Linked DNA regions of Sus scrofa: regions 1 and 3 are each linked to region 2. The links are chromatin contacts, called in public HiChIP or PLAC-seq and promoter capture Hi-C maps. All regions are on one chromosome and are shown on one strand. The core of a region is the stretch at or near the end of the contact, and the rest is flanking DNA. Distances in the headings are between cores, read along the strand shown.

What was found. Promoter capture Hi-C pulls out the DNA fragments that hold promoters and counts their contacts. HiChIP or PLAC-seq counts read pairs in DNA pulled down with a chosen protein or histone mark.
Region 1: a contact with region 2 is called in an H3K27ac HiChIP or PLAC-seq map of skeletal muscle, with 5 times the contacts expected there. The contact joins the promoter of APC here to the promoter of NREP in region 2. A contact is called at or near these places in 5 of 47 Hi-C or Micro-C datasets (embryonic fibroblasts, epiblast stem cells, liver and 2 more) and 1 of 2 datasets of contacts at active chromatin or transcription factors (skeletal muscle).
Region 3: a contact with region 2 is called in a promoter capture Hi-C map of liver, with 4 times the contacts expected there. The contact joins the promoter of SRP19 here to the promoter of NREP in region 2. A contact is called at or near these places in 1 of 5 promoter capture datasets (liver) and 1 of 2 datasets of contacts at active chromatin or transcription factors (alveolar macrophages).

The regions. Positions count from the first base shown.
Region 1 is chr2:116,983,969-116,986,668 of Sscrofa11.1, forward strand. It overlaps APC (APC, WNT signaling pathway regulator), which reads right to left and starts at 1,335. Exons shown (of 16, transcript NM_001206430.1): 1 at 1,183-1,335. The coding sequence starts at 1,317.
Region 2 is chr2:117,504,583-117,507,282 of Sscrofa11.1, forward strand. It overlaps NREP (neuronal regeneration-related protein), which reads left to right and starts at 1,269. Exons shown (of 7, transcript XM_021084633.1): 1 at 1,269-1,437. It overlaps LOC100518827, which reads right to left. Exons shown (of 4, transcript XM_013995035.2): 2 at 523-1,397; 3 at 56-130. The coding sequence ends at 737.
Region 3 is chr2:116,900,208-116,902,907 of Sscrofa11.1, forward strand. SRP19 (signal recognition particle 19 kDa protein) reads right to left here and starts at 1,294. Exons shown (of 5, transcript XM_003480890.4): 1 at 972-1,294; 2 at 277-352. The coding sequence starts at 1,012.

The sequences.
Region 1 (2,700 bases), core at 85-2,584, 520 kb before region 2:
AGAAGAGAATCTGCCTAAGTAACTAGAAATTAAAACAGCTGAAGTTTTAACCTCAATTATTTTGAAATTGCAACATATTTTTTCCCAAATACAGGCTGAGTATTTTCTAACTTTCTTGGAGGTTATCACAGCTTTTCTATGCTATTTGGCAAACCAATTTCAGAGCCTGAAGGTGACATGAACATCATCTGCTTTAGTGCAATGACTGTATTTTCCAAAAAGGCAACTTAAGTCTAGCAGGGTACCTAAGGTTTGGGTAAAACTTCACTATGGCAAAACCAGGAGCAGGACCAACCAGGTACTTTCTCTTCTTTCTTTCTTTTTTTTTTTTTTAATGGCCACACCTGCAGCATATGAAAGTTCCTGGGCTAGGGGCTGAATTGGAGCTGCATCTGCAGCTTATGCCACCGCCATAGCAACACCAGATCCAAGCTGCATCTGTGACCTATGCCACAGCTTACATCAATACTGGATCCTTAACCCACTGAGCAAGGCCAGGGATTGAACCCATACTCTCAGAGAGACAACATCCAGAACCTGCTTAGCAACAATGGGAACTCCAGGTACTGATTTTTAATTCAGGACTCTTCCCACTAGGGCACCTTGCTTTCTTGGATCATCCATCATTGAAACACTTAAGTGAGGACAAGATCTGAGTTGGGGAGGATGGCTATTTTTAGTACTTAGGACATATTCTAAAGTTGTGAGCCTAGTTTCTATGGACTATAAAGAACACCCAGCCTCAGTACAGTGATGGTAAAGTTGGTCTCTTATTTTTAATCTTAAAAATAATGAGGAACTGCAAGTTCCCTTGTGGCACAGTGGATTAAGGATCTGGTGCTGCCTCAGCTGTGGCGCCGGCCACAACTGCAGCATGGGTTGGATACCTGGCCCAGGAACTTCCACATGCCATGGGCACAACCAACAAAACAAAACAAAACTAAGAACTAAGTGACTAGTCACTGGAGTTTTACAATCATTTTCCTTATAAGATTAGCTAGATGAACTCAAAACATTGTGGTTAAAAATGTAAGTGTTAACTTTTGCAAGAAAGAGTTTACAAATTACTGCTTAACTTAAAAATAACACTTTTAAGTGAGTAAACTGCCTAACCCCAAGTTTATAGGAAGGAATACTAAATAAAAATGGATAAACTGCAATTAAAAGTCACAGTCTTGATACCTTCATATTAGATGCCTCAGTTTCCAGTTTTGTAAGATGATTGGAATTATCTTCTAGCTCTTGTCGAAGATTTGAGTTCTCCATCTTCAGTGCCTCAACTTGCTTTAACAACTGATCATATGAAGCTGCAGCCATCCTTGGCTACACTTGGACCTATAAGGTTAAAAAGGATTTTGAAAATTCACTACTAAAAAATAAAGTGGCTGCTTGTTCACAAAGAAAGGGATAAAGAAATAAAACCCTGGAGACATTTAATAAGAACTGTGTTAATGTGGTCATTTCAGTCTCAAAACAGTATCGTGCAAGTAGCAGCATCTTTCTAAGAGGATAAGACACAAGGGTCTTAACTGAAGACAAACAGGAATAAAATAGAAGTGTTTGAAGATATTTGCCTTTTTCCCAGGTGGAAGAGATTCCTATCAGGTCAGAATTGTTTTCAAGGTTTTAAAGATATTTTAAATGACCTTACAGAAAAAACTTAGGAAATATAACCACTGATAAGAGATTTATTTACATTGGTAATGTTCATTTATTTCTGGGTTTGGTCCAGTAGTCACATAATTTTATAGCCAGAATGGGGTAATGAATATTGCATTCTATCACTTTTCACTTGATAAAAGGCTAGTCTTAAACATCATTCATGGGGAAGTATGAAGATCTAAGAAACCCTCATTAAAAAGGCAGTCATTTAACAAAACAGACACAAGGGAGATCTTCAGGACGGAAAGATGATAATAATTAGTAATATAAAATTCTATTAATTTATCTGCAAGAATGAATATAATAGGCCATGCTATGACATATGTGTCTTGGGACCCACTGTGCTCAGAATGAGGCTGAAAGACATTTAAAGAAAATGGATGATTTTAGTAGCAGAGACTGTCAAAGAGAAGTGAAGCAGAGCATGGAAATTAATTAACACGACTGTAAAAGAAGAGGGGAGAAGAGAAAGACATAGGAGAGATCCCAGTACTAAGGGGTCCCTGCTAGGAATTAAGACCAGCCAAGTTCCAAAAACCTAGATTCTCTTTTTAGTTTAATGCCAAACTCACCTTGGAATAAATGAAATTCTACCTATCTTTAAGAGCTAAAAAAGTACAACAAAGTTAGTACTCAAGCAATACTTAAAGATCTGGACACTACAAAAATGTTTCTATACTAAAAATTCAGTACATAAAATATGACAGACAAGTTATAACACTGGCTAGTCATGACAATACTGGAGTTCAGCAACTGGAAGGCCCCTAACAAGGGGAATTAAGGGACTCAGGTGTCATCTGTTCTCCAACGGGTAGAGTCAGGGATAAACCTGGTGCAACCCACTGTCACCTGAGGAGAAAAGGGAGTCCTGGGAGGCAGGGATCACTTTCAAAGTCTTAGGTGAAAAGAATGAGCACTAGCCTTGTATTTGGAGATATGGGTCTTAATTTCAGTCACAGTCATGGTTTTGCCCTTGCCCCTTCATTTGAATTCATTTCACCATTTGTAAAATGGAGATTTACAACCTGTTCTAATATA
Region 2 (2,700 bases), core at 19-2,518:
TACTAGAGAAGGCACCCCAACCTAGAAAGTTTCTCATTCTGAAGTATCAACTTACCTTAGGTCATCTTTCTGCTTCCTCATAGTCATGGATTAAGCTAGCGAGTCTATGCTTCAAGCGTCCATCTTTCAGCTGAACAAAAATTAAAACCGGTTAAGAGAAACACCTAACACTGGCAGAATCAAAATCACTTATGCAAGTAACATGAGCTAACTGTTACTTAAGCAGCTCCTACACCGAAGATATCAAATACAAAGGCAGTAAAAGGCTGCAAAAGTGTTTGATTTTTGCCTTTTTTGACACCACATTCACTAGTTGCCAAAAGTGAATGGGCAACACAAAGGCTGCAAGAAAACCGCGGAAGCAATGCTGTGTGGCCCAAAGTTCCAGACCCCAAAGCAACTGCGATGATTTGTTCTGTTGATTAGAGCTGAGGGGAACTAATCGCAGCTCCACATTCTCCTTTACGACTCAGAAACAAAAGCCTAAGTCTTTTAATATCGTCAAACTTCGAAGCAACTCACCTCCAAAGCTGGTGACACTAATTTCCGCATCTTAAAATCCAAGTTCTGCATCCTGAAAGTTATGAAGATCTAAACCTTAAACGGCACTTCCGCGCTGACCCGATTTCACACTGGCAGGCAGACATAGGTGCAGTTACACGGCGTGGCCTTTTCCTTTCAGAGCCAAGAAATCTCCGCTTCCATTAAAATTTCTTTGACATACAGTCTATGAAACTCAAACGCCCCCCAAGCCATCGCTCCAGCTCCTGGCGAGAGAGCCCTGGCAGGGGGCCACTTCGGGGCCTCCTGAGGTCCCATCGACAACGTGGCGGGAGCTAGAACTGGCCGCTGCCCTCCACGCATTTAGGGCCGGGGACTCTCGGCCCTGGAACTGCTGCGGCGCGGGCCTCACCAGACTCAAGGCGGCCGCGCGCTCCTGCCCGGGGCCCCGGCGGTCAGAGGCCATGTGGCCACGCGTCCGAAGGCTGCAGCCATCCTCGAAACTCCCGGACAGAACATCCGGACGCAACGCCGAAGGTGGAAAGGCTGCGCACTCTTCCCACAATGCTTTTCTATGACTGGAAGGACCCACTGCGCGAGGGGGGGAGAATGGACTGTACCATCGACCGCCGCGCCCCCGCGAGACGCCACCATGTGGCTGGAGGGCGAAGTGCATAGTGATTGGCTGAGGGGCGGGGCTCCATGAGAAAGCTTTGTGAGAAAGGCGTGTTTGCGCGCTGAACTCCCGACTCCCGAGGCATCGTGCAACTAGTTTTTCCGGCGCCGAAGGAGCTTTTATCAAGCGTGACTTTCTACCCACCCTTCTTCGCAGTGTTACGGGCACACGGTCACCGCTGAGCTGCGGGTGTAGCCCGAAGGACTTGAGACCTCGTGTTCTGAGGGAGGACAGAGCTCACCGTCTCCAGCTGAGGAAGAGTAAGGTCATTAATTTCAGAAATATTTATTGAGTACTTAGTATGCTTCATGCTCTTTTCTAAATGCCTGGCAGTCAGGTGTGAATGAGACAGACTAGTTGCGTGAGAAAGACACAAAACAGGTAACATGGACACTGTTAAGTCCAGATAGTGTAAGTACCAAAAAAGAAACAAAAGGGGGTAAAATGTGATAGAGACGCGCTGTTTGGTAGGAATCTAGTGCAAACAAGGAATATTATTTTATATATTTATTTTATTTGTTTTTCTAGGGCCGCACCCGCTGCATATGGAGGTTCCCAGGCTAGGGGTAGGGGTTGAATCAGAGCTGTAGCTGCTGGCCTTCACCATGGCCACAGTAGCTTGGGATTCAAGCCGCATCGGTGACCTACACCATAGCTCATGGCAATGCCGGATCCTTAACCCACTTTGTGAGGCCAGGGATGGAACTGTGTCCTCATGGATACTGGTCGGGTTCCTTAACCGCTGAGCCACAATGGGAACTCCATGAATGTTATTTTAAATGTTGGAAAAGCCGCAAAAAAAGGTAAAAGGAACCAGCTAAATTAATCTTAACAGTAATTCACCATGTGCTCAATATTGTCATTGCAACCTGTAATCAATATAAAATCATTGATGATGTATTTGCATTTTTTTATTCGTACTAAGTCTTCAAAGTCCAGTATATATCTTATATTACCAGTACATTTGAGTTCAGACTAGTCCCATTTCAGGTGCTCAGAAGCAGGCCTTGGCCAGTGTCGCTGGAGCAGTGGCAGGAGGGCAGGGTGGCTTGAGATGCAGTGTAGGTGACAGGCAGGAGCAAATCCTGTCAGGCTTTGTACCTGTGGTAAGGAGTTGGGATTTTATGCTGAAATTTTAGAAGCGATCAGTACCAGAAAGAAAGTTGAGGTGGTTAATTGGCTTTATGCTGATAACCATTCCTCATTGAAAGGATAGAGGCTGCAGTCATTTGGGCTGACTGGTAGCACCTGGGGCTCCCTGCACCTGTAAGTCCTAGTAGAGACTTATTCAGGGACCACCTCCCAGGACCTTTCTTTGTTTCTTTGAAGCAAAAAGAAACAGAAAAGAAAGAAAAAGAGGGAGGGAGGAAAGAAAAAAAAAAAAAAAAAAAAAAAGGAGAGAGAGGAAGGAAAGGAAGGAAGGACGAAGAAAACATAAAATGCAAGCCCATAGCCCAGTGGTCGTCACACCAGGATTAGCCTGAATGATAACATCAATGTTGGGACAGTAGGGACAGTGACCA
Region 3 (2,700 bases), core at 44-2,543, 600 kb before region 2:
AGGAACTTCGAATCTGTACCCTTCTGGTTTCACCATTCTTTTCTTTTTTGATTTGTGTCATACCCATCAGAGCTGCAGCTGTGATTCCACCAGAAGTAGGGCAATGTGGGATCCTTAACCTGCCCCGCCACAATGGAACTCCTGGTTTTGCCATTAAGGAAAACACCCCAATTCTTGCTTGCTGTTCTCCTCAGGCCAACAAGTGAAAGAAAACTTTGTGTCTCTAACAGGACAACCTCCCCAGACCCTCAAGTCCAAAGATTCCAGCCTGCTTACCTTACTTATGGGAATTCGCCTCCCCTCCGCAATGGTCTTCTTGTTATTTAAATATGCAGGATAGATACAAATGAACCTGCCACAGGAAAAACCCAGCTGGCATCACTAGAGCAATATTTTCAAAAATTCATTCATTCGTCATCATTAGGACTACCGGTACACATATACTATTATTTACTTTTTTCTTTAAATTGTCTCCCCACTACTTAAAAGTAACCATTAACTTATTACTTTAGATGTTTAAAAAAAATCACTTGCTAGATAACATTTAAACAAAAAATACTGCTCAGTGAGATACAAAGTCGCTGTTGAGTTGGGTACAAATGCCTGTCAAAAATTCCCGAGGGTGGGAGCCCGCTTTCTTACACAGAACGTACGGTGTCACAGGTATAAAGGACTCGAAAGAAACCAAATAAGCCTTTCCGAACGTACTAACAATTACAAGAGATTTTTTCATTTTGTGACTACTTAACGTAATGTTGACGTAGCATCCAGAGCCCTTTGTCTCACGTACAGGTAAATAGTGAGCTACGTAAAGTCGGAAACTAGGGGCCCTGCGAACAGGCTGGCGCAGCTGGCCTGAGGGAGGCGAGGCCTGGGGTTCGGGCCGAGCTCCCCCGGCCTTTCTCGCGGCTGCTGAAGGCGCTGCAGCACCGGCGAGCTTGCCTCGGGCCTCTTCCTCTCTCCGGACCCACCTGTCCTGGTCGGCCGGGGACCGTGCGGCGGCGCAAGCCATCTTCACTCAGGCCCAGACAGTGCCAAGACACGACCAGAAGAGGAAAAAAAAACAGCGGAATCTCCACTAGGAGAGGTTCCAGGCCACCCCGTTTCCGGCGGAAGTCCAGCCCACCGAAAACGCCTACGCGACCGCGGCTTTTCACAGTCGGTCTGTTCCAGCACCTGTCCCTAGGCGCCAAGATTGCTAGTTTCTGACGTGGCGATGCAATCTCCAATTCTCGCGAGACGACCTGAGAACGCGACCAACTCCTTCCTTTCTCAAAGCCGGCCTTTGGGGCGCATGCGCGACAGCTAAACTTGGATTCCACGTTCATGCTCTTATCTGAATTCAATTCTACGCTGAGTTTTGTGCTAAACTCTCTCCCACTTGGAGTAGGGCCCTACGCCACAGTAATCTGTGAATTCCGAGCAGGTTGTTAGAGTAAGCAAATTTTTAACCGCTTTTGGGCCCTGCAGCTTGCTTTCAACTTGGCAAAAAAGCATTTTTATGGTGTGGAACTGGCTAAATTACTTGCACTGTGACTATACACCTTTCAAAACTTCTACCCTAAAATTCACTATTTTTATATATTTTAGGTTAATTGCAAAGCACTATTTGAGGATTCTGTTCCTAAACTAAACACACATTCATTCCTATTTTCTTAGCGGCTGCTTATTAAAAACAAAAACCAACAAAAAGGGGGCAAGGCAAAATAGGTATTTTCCCTTTTACGGATGAAAAAAAAAAAACAAAATAAACAAGTCTTCCCAAAAGCTTGAGTCTCAGTGATGGGTAATTTGCCCATTATCATCGTACTAATGATGGCTGAGCATAGATGCCCAGCTGGTCTGACTGTAAGCTCCTGACTTTTCTCCATCCTCTCAATTCCTGCCTCTCAATCATCCTTGTACTAGTGCCTTAGTACCAGATATAAATGTTTTACTTCTTTCTAAAGTGAACAAGAGTCCTGTAAAAAAATCTTCATGCCTGGCCAAACCAAACATGTAGGGATGAAATGAATCCAGACTTTGAAATAGATGGTTCAGGACTTCACTTTCATACTTTAGTTGCATCACAAGAAAATTCACATACTTTAAGAAAATCAACATTTTATGTTACCATAAATACGATATATAGAAAAATGTGATATATAGACAAGGTGTGAAATGAACAAGGCAGTCTTAGGTTTAATACACACATGCAGTAGTTTACAGTGGGGTTGTTTTTTCAGAGCCATGTAAGTAATTTGAGACAAAAAGACCAATATTAAAAGTGGTTATAGTTCCTGGTTTATACATAGGGACTCAATGGGGCCGATGTTTTTGAGTGGCATTCCATGCTGTAATGCCTGTTTAACTCTACACTATTGTTAAAATATTGTAGGAGTTCAAAGAGAAGGGGAGGGCGAGTGGCAATATTGTTACCACACTAATGATTATAAAACAAGTGAATACAAAGTTTTAAAATGTGGATGCTTGCGGAAAAGCGAGTTAAACTAGAGGATAAAGTGGTACACAGAAAATTGCAGAGATGATGAAAGGCCTTCAGGAATTGACCGTACTTTTTTCAAGTGTAATCAGTATTCCTCATATAGATGTGCCAATAAATTCAACCTAACAACCTTGGTTGAGGCTTTTGGGTAGGGACGGGGTTCACAAAGGTGGAAAGCAAAGATCAAGGTGGGCAGGAGAAATTTCGCTGAGATA